Linked DNA regions of Mus musculus: all the other regions are linked to region 1. A link is a contact called in public promoter capture Hi-C data. All regions are on one chromosome and are shown on one strand. The core of a region is the stretch at or near the end of the contact, and the rest is flanking DNA. Distances in the headings are between cores, read along the strand shown. Region 1 holds the start of Rtn1 (reticulon 1). Region 2 overlaps Rtn1 (reticulon 1). Region 3 overlaps Rtn1 (reticulon 1).

What was found. Promoter capture Hi-C pulls out the DNA fragments that hold promoters and counts their contacts.
Region 2: a promoter capture Hi-C map of liver shows a contact between it and region 1, with 4 times the contacts expected there. The contact joins the enhancer-like site here to the promoter of Rtn1 in region 1. A contact is called at or near these places in 7 of 39 promoter capture datasets (embryonic stem cells, frontonasal cranial neural crest, liver and 2 more), 1 of 15 datasets of contacts at CTCF or cohesin (pro-B cells), 25 of 484 Hi-C or Micro-C datasets (the AtT-20 cell line, cumulus cells, embryonic stem cells and 4 more) and 4 of 115 datasets of contacts at active chromatin or transcription factors (embryonic hindbrain, embryonic stem cells and stem cell-derived neural progenitor cells).
Region 3: a contact with region 1 is called in a promoter capture Hi-C map of hippocampal neurons, with 2.9 times the contacts expected there. The contact joins the enhancer-like site here to the promoter of Rtn1 in region 1. A contact is called at or near these places in 7 of 39 promoter capture datasets (the 3T3-L1 cell line, the C10 cell line, HPC-7-derived erythroid cells and 4 more), 1 of 15 datasets of contacts at CTCF or cohesin (the NIH/3T3 cell line), 2 of 484 Hi-C or Micro-C datasets (cerebral cortex and frontal cortex) and 8 of 115 datasets of contacts at active chromatin or transcription factors (craniofacial prominence, embryonic basal ganglia, embryonic forebrain and 5 more).

The regions. Positions count from the first base shown.
Region 1 is chr12:72,407,592-72,410,955 of GRCm38.p6, reverse strand. Rtn1 (reticulon 1) reads left to right here and starts at 1,902. Exons shown (of 9, transcript NM_153457.7): 1 at 1,902-2,645. The coding sequence starts at 2,405.
Region 2 is chr12:72,266,965-72,270,255 of GRCm38.p6, reverse strand. The region is part of intron 3 of Rtn1 (reticulon 1); the gene reads left to right. It overlaps Gm52013 (a long non-coding RNA gene), which reads right to left. Exons shown (of 3, transcript XR_003950281.1): 3 at 1-3,291. Among named protein-coding and RNA genes, the nearest start is that of Gm52013, 8.6 kb to the right of the region's middle. Within about 2 kb of position 1,470, at least 1 of the 459 cell types and tissues checked has an H3K27ac peak or open chromatin away from gene starts, as enhancers often do. A contact at or near this core is called in liver, where this site is marked.
Region 3 is chr12:72,212,195-72,215,677 of GRCm38.p6, reverse strand. It overlaps Rtn1 (reticulon 1), which reads left to right. Exons shown (of 9, transcript NM_153457.7): 9 at 3,101-3,483. The coding sequence ends at 3,143. Among named protein-coding and RNA genes, the nearest start is that of Ccdc175, 29 kb to the right of the region's middle. Within about 2 kb of position 1,872, at least 9 of the 459 cell types and tissues checked have an H3K27ac peak or open chromatin away from gene starts, as enhancers often do. A contact at or near this core is called in cerebral cortex and hippocampal neurons, where this site is marked.

The sequences.
Region 1 (3,364 bases), core at 653-3,152:
GGTGTATGTGTGTGTGCTTGAAATTTTTTTGAAACTTGAAATGTTTCTTTCCCTGTAGATAACTTAGATAATTTCACACGTTGAGCCTGTAAGTGAAGATAATTGTGAAGGTTGCTCGACTGAAACACGATGCACACACTTTTAAAGAATCTGTTTCACTGTCTCTCTGTCTTGCTGTCTCTATCACATTGGGGATCGATCCCAGAGCCTCACACACCCTAGCTCAGTTCTATACTACTGAGACACAACACAAGCACACCACATGTGCTTTCAGAATAATTTATCAAAATGAAATTGTCTTTTTCCTATAACAAATAAAACAGAAATAGACTTAATTGGTTATTTTCTCTACATATTCTTAAATGAGAGTATTGATTGGTAGCTGATGAAATGGGTCATATCTATTTAATGATGAACATTAGAGTCATATCCCTTTATCTACTTAATCATAAGGATACAAAGGGGTTTGGAGTTAGTCAGGTTTTCCAGTGATTCTATTCTTTAGTGTTTTTCAGAGAAACAAATTATATGTTCTCTTTATCATAGTGCCTCAAATTCAGTATTCCTTAATAGCCATGTGCTTCCAGTGTTCTTGGCATATTAATAATGAAACTGTAAGAAAGTTCCTCCCTGGCATTCTTGATACATTATGGCATTCTAAACAAGGTGCCTATTATCTTATGTTAAAAAAAGCTATAATGATTCAGGATAACCAAGAATTTGTTATTACAGAGGGAGATAATTTTTATAGCTTTATTAGAATAACTGGTACACATTGAATTGCACACATACACATGACAACTTGATTTTTGTCCCATGCATACAACTGTGATGCCATTGTCACTATGAAGATAATGAACATATTTCATAGAAACCAATTTTTTCAAAGGTGTAGTGGTTTGTGTGTGTGTGTGTGTATTGGAGTTACAGGCAAGTGTGAGCTGTCAGGTCTGGTCCCCCGGAAAAGCAGCAATCACTCTTAAATACTAAGCTGTCTCTCTGGACTCAGGAATTAATTTTTAATACATCAATCTGTAAAATTTTGGTGACTGTAAGATTACACACATTTTCCTCCAATTTATTGCTATCTTTTGAGCATTGTTGTACTAGTAGAACAAAAGATTACAGTGAATAAAAAATTTTCTATTTTCATCATTTTTAGGAGTCCCAGATGTTGATGACTCTGGCCTTTGAATTTACAGATAGTTGTGATGCTCCTGGTATGCAAATGGTAGCTGAGAACCCTACACAACCACTCTGCATGCAAGGGCACAGTTGCCTTCCACTTTTTTTGAGTAGGACTAACCGATAACTGTACTCATCTACTCTGATGTTAGACTTGAGCCAAGACTTAAAGGAAAGGCACACACCATTTTACAGTTCAGGAACCGGTAAGACGGCTTGTTTGAAAAGATAGGTCTAAATAGGTCTAAATATGGGAATAGCACATGTAGGTGAGTCGCCTTTACTGTTCATTAAGTATCAGAGAGCACAGAAAAGGGGTGGGGAGGGGGAGCAAGAAGTTCCTGTGGATTTCCACTTCTCAAAACAGACTGCCCAACACGGCCTGTCATTTATATGGCACAGCCATTTGTTGTTGCTGTTGCTGTCGTCGTCGTTGTTGTTGTTTAATGCCTGGTAGCATCCTGTTTGCTTTCAATGCTACTTGGGACAGGTCTGGAAAGCATTTTTGTGGAGTTCCATCTGAGGGCCCATTCCTATACTGTTTTGTTATTGTTTTTGTTTGTTTGTTTGGGCCGGTTCTGGAAACTTCAGGATGAAGGATTTAACCTCCAGGTTGCAGATCACCAGGTCAAGGCTCAGGCCAGTGTCCTTTATGCAGCTAACCCTCAGAACGGTTGTTCTGAGATTCGCTTTCTATCCTAGAGTCCTAGGACTCCAGTCTGGTTTTAACTTCTTGTCTAGTCAAGCTGCAGCCAGTACCTGCTGGTCCTCTCTGTGTATTCTTCCCCAGATAAAGGGTAAAACAAGTGGGTTTGGCACATCCCCTAATCAGAGGCTGCCATTAACAGGCCCGGGGCTGACGTGCATTAGGGAGGACTCGGACCAAGCAGGCCATTTTCACCTGCGTAATAACAGGCTTGGGAGTAGCGAAGCAGCGCAGGCACAGCAAGCTGCCTCTGGAGCAGGGGAGGAGCGCGGGCGGCAGCCGCCCCGGGGCCCCGGAGGAAGAGGAGGGGGAGAAGGAGGAGCCGAAGCGCCCAGAACAGCAGCCGCGGCTCGGCCCGAGTTGCAGCAAAAGCAGCGACGGTGGCGCGGAGACTCTGCAGCCTTCTGGAGTCCGGAGTCCCGGTAGGGACAGCAGCAGGGAGCGTCCGCGTCCCTAGCCAGCGCACCCCGGCCTTGCCAAGCCACAGTAGCCCAGCCTGGGGCACAGCCAGCCATGGCCGCACCGCCGGATCTGCAAGATGAGCCGCTGTCTCTGGGTAGCCCCGGGTCCCAGTGGTTCGGGGGCCGGGGGGATGGGGAAGACGAAGCGACGGCGGTGATGGGGGCCAGGCCAGCGCAGCAGGATGGGGAGCCCGCCTGGGGGTCGGGCGCTGGAGCTGGGGTAACGTCGTCGCGGGAACTGTGCTCCGGCCCCGCCCGGTCGCCTCCCGTCGCCATGGAAACTGCATCCACAGGTAAGCCGGCCCGCACCGCGACCCCGCAAATGGAGGCCGGGACCGTGTTTCTTGTGGGTCCCCTAGTCCACAGCTTTTCTCTGCGTCTTCCTGGCCTGTCTACCTGGAGGTAGGGGTTCGCTCCTGGCGACTGTAAATATTAGCGGACTGGTGGAAAACAGCAGGGTGCTGCCAGCGGCTAGGAGGAAGAAGGCTGTTGGTCCAGTAATTTCATTTTTACTCTTTTTTCAGCCTTAGACATTGTCCTCGTTGGCAAGCCTGGCTTCTGTTGCGCCCCGGAACAAGTTTTCTCTTCTTGTCAGGGGTCTCAGGGCAGCAGGGCGGGGAGTGACAGGTTGTGATGTTTTTCTGGGGCGTGTTTGCGCTCAGCGAGCTCCACAGCAGAGATAGACGACTGCCTATCAGCGGGCGGGCCCACCGCCTCAGGACCCTCCCGCTGGGTTTAGGGCACCGGAGTACCGCAGAGACTTTATTTTCCCTTTCTCTTCCCTCAAGGAATCACCACACCCTACTCCTTTCCAGTTTTCCTCCAGCTCAGCTCTTTCTCCCGCGCAGAAAACAAACCCCCATGAGTCCCAAGCTGAATTCCGGAGGGACAGCATTGTTGGGAAGGTTGGAAGTTGTAGCCTTCTTTCTTTATTTCCTAGCCGCTCTTTTCTGAATCTATCAGAGTATTGAAACTTGAACCCCCTAAAATGTGAAGGTCTTAGCAGCTGCAG
Region 2 (3,291 bases), core at 221-2,720, 140 kb after region 1:
ATGGGATCCCAGAGCAAGATGGCTAGCCAGACTAACCAACCAGCCGCTCTGAGTTCAGCAAGAGACCCTGCCCTTAGATACAAGGTGCAAACCCAATGGAAGAAGACACACCCATATACACGTACACACACACTCACATGAGAGCATGCACACACACAGATGTACCCCACATCGAGACATCCACATGTAAAAACACTGAAGAAAGTCTAGAATGACCCAACAGATGCTAAAGGTCGTCTTCTGTTTGAGTAAGCCAGCGATTCTTCCCTTTCGTGAGTCTAAATATACTGATTTTGTAATAATGACCTAAGAGATAATACTATGCTAGGTGTTTACTATATACCATTCTGAATCTTGTTTGTCATGCAGTGATATATAGATAATATAATACCTCAGATTATTTTTAGATATTCCACAATTCTGTGAGTATCATAAACTTTAGAATCACCCAGTGATAAAGCAGAAAAGCCTCAATTGTGGCTCCTGGAAACACTATGAATCTAATGAAGCTAGACGCCAAAATTGATGTGCAAAGCCGGGGCCTAGAAAGAAAATGAACGGTGGTGAAAGGGCTTTGGTCTTTTAAACTTCATTGTACAGATGATTTACTGACAATGATGGGTCACTGACAGTCGCTCAGCTTAGCAGAGCTGAAATGCAAGATGCATTCAGCAGCAACCGAACTTCAGAGTCTGAACCGTGACCTTTCTATTGATTGCTTTGGAAGTATCGTCCAGGAGTGTGTGTGTTCACATCACTTCTACCCTCCCTCTCCATGCTGACTCCTCTAGTGCCCCCCCTCAAATTCATGCCTTAGTTTTACATTTTATATTAAAGTTATTAAACAAAATTAACAAATCTATAAACAGTCATGAACCTGATCATTTAATGAATACTAATAACAGCCATAAGTGAAAAACAGAAAGGCCATGATGATGATGGTGGTGGTGGTGGTGGCGGCAGCGGCAATGATAGTGATGGTGACTGTGGTGATGATGACGGTGATGATGATGGAGGGATGGAGGGAGGGAAGAAGAGAAGCAAAGAGAGAAGGAAGGGGGAAGGAGAGAGGGAGGGAGGGAAGGAAGGAAGAGGAAGGGAGGAATGAAGGCAGTCTTGCCTTGATTGTAACCATGTATTCTTCCTTTGGTGTGTGACCAGTCCTTTGCAAGGCAGATGTTTATTGTATATTTGGAGCCCTCAGAAATTCAGCCATCAAAAGTATTAGCAACTAATTCAAAACATAGTCCCAGATAATAAGGACTTCACAAAGACTAGCAAAACATGGGGATAGTTTTCCTAACAGTAGAAACAGAGAGCCCAAGAGGAAATTAGATAGGTAATCAGTCTTTTTAATGGCAGACAAAAGCCAAGAGCACTTTTAACAAGAGCGACTACCTGCAACTGAAGAGGTCAGGGAGTAAGAGAAGAGAGGAGCCTTTGGAGGGGCGGCCACAGCGCTGGGCACCTAGCCTGGCAGGAGCTGGGGCCAGCAAGCAGATCAGTAACAGCCTCACCTGGCAGGGGAACAAATAATGATTTCAGGAGTTGCAGTTAAAAATCTCGCTGTGACATCTACTCCCATGCCAGCCGTGTCTCAGGAAAGTGCCTTAGACTGGCCAGAAAGTGTAGCCTAATAAACATCTCTCAAGTTTATATAATTAATTATATGTAAATTAAATATATATAGAAATATTCAAAAAAGAAAAAGAAGAAAAGGGAATCATAGTTCTGGATACTTAATAAACAACATTTGTGGGGACCTCATCTTTTCAAAACTGCAAAGTTTGCTTTTTCCTGTCAGTCAGACGGCGAATGTTCCATTTTCCTGTTCCTTATCTAAGGTTAAGTCTGAAATAGATTTTTTTAAAAAGCTGTGGCTGTTAATTTATAAAAATTAATGCCACCTTTGTACACATTTAAACAGATTAAAGTAATCTGTCAGTTGGAAGGAGAGAGAAGTGCCCATTAGCAATTTCCCATTGGAAGGCTGCAGGGCTAAGCTTGGAGGACATCACAGTGTAAACTGAGAGATGCCGGGAGATGTGGGCTCAAACTGGCCCGCTTATATTTCAACCAGTGTATCTCCTGAGTATTTTGAGTCACTTGATTTTCTGTATCTTCTACAGAAACAAGCTCTACCAGTCTTGGAACCAAGGCCTCATTGTCCTACTCCTCCCCCCCCCCCCATTGCCTGTACCCTTAAATGCTGATAACGAAACCCCATAAGGACTGATTCTGTTAGGTAAAAGGTACAGGGGGACTGCAGACTTTAACTACGGGGTCCTTGGGGAACTGAGACAGTATCCACTCTTCTTTCTCACATCTCAGCACATTTCCAGAACTTTTGTCCATTCTTATTTTGTTATTTTATGCATATGAGAGTTTTGCCTGCATTTATGTCTGTGTACCACATGCATGCACATGCAGTACTCAAAGGGGCCAGAAGAGGGCACTGGATCCCTGGAACTGGAGTTGCAGATGGTTGTGAGTGCTGGAACCTGGGTCCTCTGCAAGAGCAGCCAGTGCACTTACCCACCGAGCCCTGTTCAACCCCAACTGTATTTTCAGCACCAAGTATGAAACATATATGTTTTAAGGACTTCTGACTTTTGGGTTCTAGGAAAACATTGTTCCACAGAAACAAACTATTATGTTCCTCTCTCATGCAAATCAAATTCCTAAATCTTGAGGGACAGCAAACTATAAAGGAAACAAAAATCACGTAAGAAACCATGAGGGCCAGGCACTGCGATATGTGCCTGAAATCCGAGCACTTGAGAGAAAGACCCAGAACAAGGAGTCCAAAGCCTGCCTCAGTTACATACAACCCTGTGTCAAAAAACAAAACAGCAAAAGAAGAAAGGAAAAACGGAAATACTAAGTACTTGATCTCTTGTTAGAGAATACTCACAGGTCTAGCTTTAAAAAGTGTTCTAAGGTTTGCTGTGGTTACTGTGTGCATATAATGGTCTAAATTATAGGCAGAGGTATAGAGATTACCACTGTTACCATAGTTATGGATGCTGAGGATAAAAAGAGAGGCAGAGAAAATAAAAAAGGATAGCATTAAATACAGATACTATAAATACAAAAATAGATAGAATTGTCATCTACAATGCAGTCACCTGGGGTAGCCATCACCAGCATTTCCACAATTTTCCTTCAGTCTGCTTCTGCGTAGGCTTAGATTTTTCACAACCTGCTTTAATAAGGTTTCCTAGATGTTTTAACCTCCCTGTAGTCCACCACCCACCAGAGGGAGTGGAAAGGAAAGGTTAATAGGGCAAA
Region 3 (3,483 bases), core at 623-3,122, 200 kb after region 1:
GTGGCAATTCTCAGCTCATTTTATAATGCCCCAAAACATCCTCTCAGACCCCTGTGTCTCCAACGTAATGAAGATAAGTAGATGAAGAATGAAACAGTCGTTGTTCAATGTACAGAAATGGCAGAATGGCATAGAACAGAAAGTGCTGGTACTAAAGTCAAGAGTCAATTCAAAGGCAAAAGACTGGAGAGATCCAAAACAAGCTTATAGCATTAGAATTTCTAGAGTTGATGACCTATAATTTACATTTCAATGAAGCCCCCAGGTAACTCTTGGGAAACTAGAACTATGTTTAAAAATTATAGCTCCAGAAAACCTGAATGGGAATTTGGCAGCTGGAACTAGAAGTTTTGGGCTGAAATTATACAATATTCAGTTAGATAATCTTGAAGAAATCTTATGAGTGAGGGTGGGGGTAGGGTGAGGGCTGGACACTTAGTTCTAGAGACTATTACCTGTGTTGCTATGGTGAAGGGAGAAGGCATGAAGAAGATGGTTGAGTCCAACGCAACAGGAGTCCTCAGCCTGTTGGTATAAATTATAAAGGAATATCCATGAGGTGATGTGGATGCTACAAGAGAGCTGTATGTAATTCTAGAGTTGGAGCACTGAGGAAGCAGCAGCTCTGAGAGTGGATCCTGGAAAGCCCGTAGGTAGGGCGCCATTTGGCACAGGCCCTGAAGCAGGGATAAGCATTCATGTAGAGGGTAATAGGGAGAAAGACACTGCAAGAGGAGAAAATGACCTAAGCACATAGAAAGGCACAAAAATTATCCTGTTCAGGAAGTGCGCTAGCCACTGTCCTGCAGCCCAAATGGGAGGCAAGAATACAGATGGCAAGGCTGATGCCAGGAGACGAGCACTCACGGGATGGCCCCTGGTGTTTCCAACCAGGGAGCTGATGTCATTGTGATTGCACTGTGTGGAAATGGTTTAGTGACAGTCTCCTGAGAGATTTGGAGGGGAGAGTCTAAAAGCGTGCCTGTCAACTCAGAGGCTATCACAATGCAAAATAAATATACATATGCATCCATATATAGTCTAATTGTTAGATTATAGTTGAGAATCAAAGCTTTGAAAACAACATGTCACTCATGAGAACAGGGCTCCTATAATAGAAATTAAATCAGGTTGGCTGCATTTCCTGGTAGCCAAAGCAAAAAGAGAAACTGGGTAAGTTATAAAAAACCAGAGTTCATCAGTAGCCTGTGTTGCCCAGCACTAGAGTCTAAGAAAAATTTCTTAGGATCTTCCACCAACCTCAAATGTTGCCTCCAGATCAAGGGTTCCACACTTGTGTCTTCCCCCCTGCCCTCCTGTGCCAAGACTCATCTTTACTTCCCGATTATCAGATGGCTCTCCCTTGCATGCCCCATAGACATTTCAGACCCACATGGCCAAGTATCGTGCTGTTAGATCTCAGAGTCTGGTTGCCATCTGTCCTCGACATCTTGATAAATGCCTATTTATCATGCTACCCATTACTCTGGCTGCAAGGCAAGGGGTCTACCTCCAGCCCCTTCTCCAACTGAGATCTCAAGACCATTCACCTGGCTGTTTCGTGTCTACCACGTGGTCCTGCCCGTCACCATCTGACACCTTACTTCTGTAGCTTGTTCTCCGGCCAGGATCGCTTCTGCTCCCATCTCCCTCTTTGTTTTCCACACTGGGATCATCGTGATTCTTTAAAGAAAACGAATCAGGCTGCATCATCCCGTTCCCTGCTTTATCAATGGCTTCCTGTCACCCAGAATAGAATTTAAACCCTTTGCCATACTCCCTAAGTTCTAACACCGTTGGGCAGGAAGCTGGAGGCAGGAGCTTTTCAGACCTGCCCCTTCAACGTCTAAGCTCCTTCCAGGCCTCTGTACTCTGCCTTCTCCGCCTGAAGCCTCCAGATCTCTGTCGGCTGGCTCCTGCCTGTGTTTTAGGCATCTGTTTCTTAGCTCATTATTTCTAAAGTGGGCTCCACCCACTTCCCCACCACTCCCCCTCCCTTCCTATCCCGTTGCCTTGTATTGTTTTATAGCATTTGTCACCATCTGAACATCCTGTCCCCTTGTTTACTTCACTCTCTCCCATCCCTATGAGGAGGAAAACTCTGCAGAAGTCCCTGGTCTCTCTAAATTCTAGAACGTTGAAGGTTGCCTAGTGCATAGGGAGGTGACAATCCTAGTCTGCAAGCTGAACTATTAAGGCTCCAGATCAATAAACAAAAGCTCCTAGAATCCTAAAATGATAGCAGATACCCCAGGACAATGGCTGCAGTACAGAATGTTAGGAGCCTTGACAATATCTGGTCCCCCACATGTTCAAGATGATTTTCTAGAGAGGGATCTCAGTCAGGACATCTTTGGCTGCCCAGGAGTAAGAACCATGTTAAAATAAACCAGGCACTGTGGTGAGCACTTAGAATCCTGGTGCCAGCGTGGCAAAGCCAGGCCCATTCTTGGGATTCAACAGCCAACCCAGCCAACCCAGCACACCTCAGGCCAGCGACAGATCTGGTCTCAAAAGACAAGGTGGAAAGCAACTCAAGAACGTCACCAGAAATTGGCCTCTTGTCTCAGCACACACGCACACATCCCCACTCACATATATACCTGTGCACACAGACACAGACGCACACTCGCACAAGACCTTCTAAGCTGTGAGAGAGGTTCATTCGATGAATGAATAGCAGTATCTGGAACTAGGACCCAGGCTTAGTACCACTGCTGGATATTTTGTGATAGGAGGGGTATTAGGTGAAGAAATTCCTCTGCCAGGACACACCTCAGTTTAATTTTGACTCCTGGTATAGCCATTGCACCCTCTTTCAGAAGTGCCCAGGACTAAGTAGCCAGTGGTGACTATCACAATCTCTGTAGCTGTGAAAGAAGCCACTTTGGCCATCCCATCTACCAAAAAGCTGAGCTAGAGAATGCAGCTCTCTTGTCTGGGCCCCATTCAACGTTCTGTTCCTTCTCATTGCTTTATAAGTGTTTCTAGGATACTCCTGCTGTTTAACTACTCAAGTCAGTAAAGCCACATTATGACCACGCAAAGTGGTTTCATGGGTACCATTTGCAATGTAACCCTTTGACTTTTACCTTTGTAGGATCCAGGCTAAAATCCCCGGCGCCAAGAGGCACGCTGAGTAGATGGTCACCCCAGGAGAAGCCGGACATGAGTGGGGGTGTCTGGAGTGGTAACAGCTCTCTCCTTCCTCGTTACTGCAAATTGATTGTTTCCCTTTCCTGGTACCATAATCTTAGAGGCAAACTTTGAGACAGGTGTTTTGAGGCTCTTCCTGTACTCTTAGGATATATGAGCCGCCCCCTCCCCACCCCCGTGTCAAGCACTAAAGTATAGAGTGTGTTAGATGTGGTTTTTGATTTCGTGTTGCTAAAAAAAAAAAAAGAAAAGAAAAGAAAAAAAGTGCATGATGGTGAGAGCCCACGTTCTCCCTCCTCCCTCGATGTCCTCCCCTCTGCAACGCTT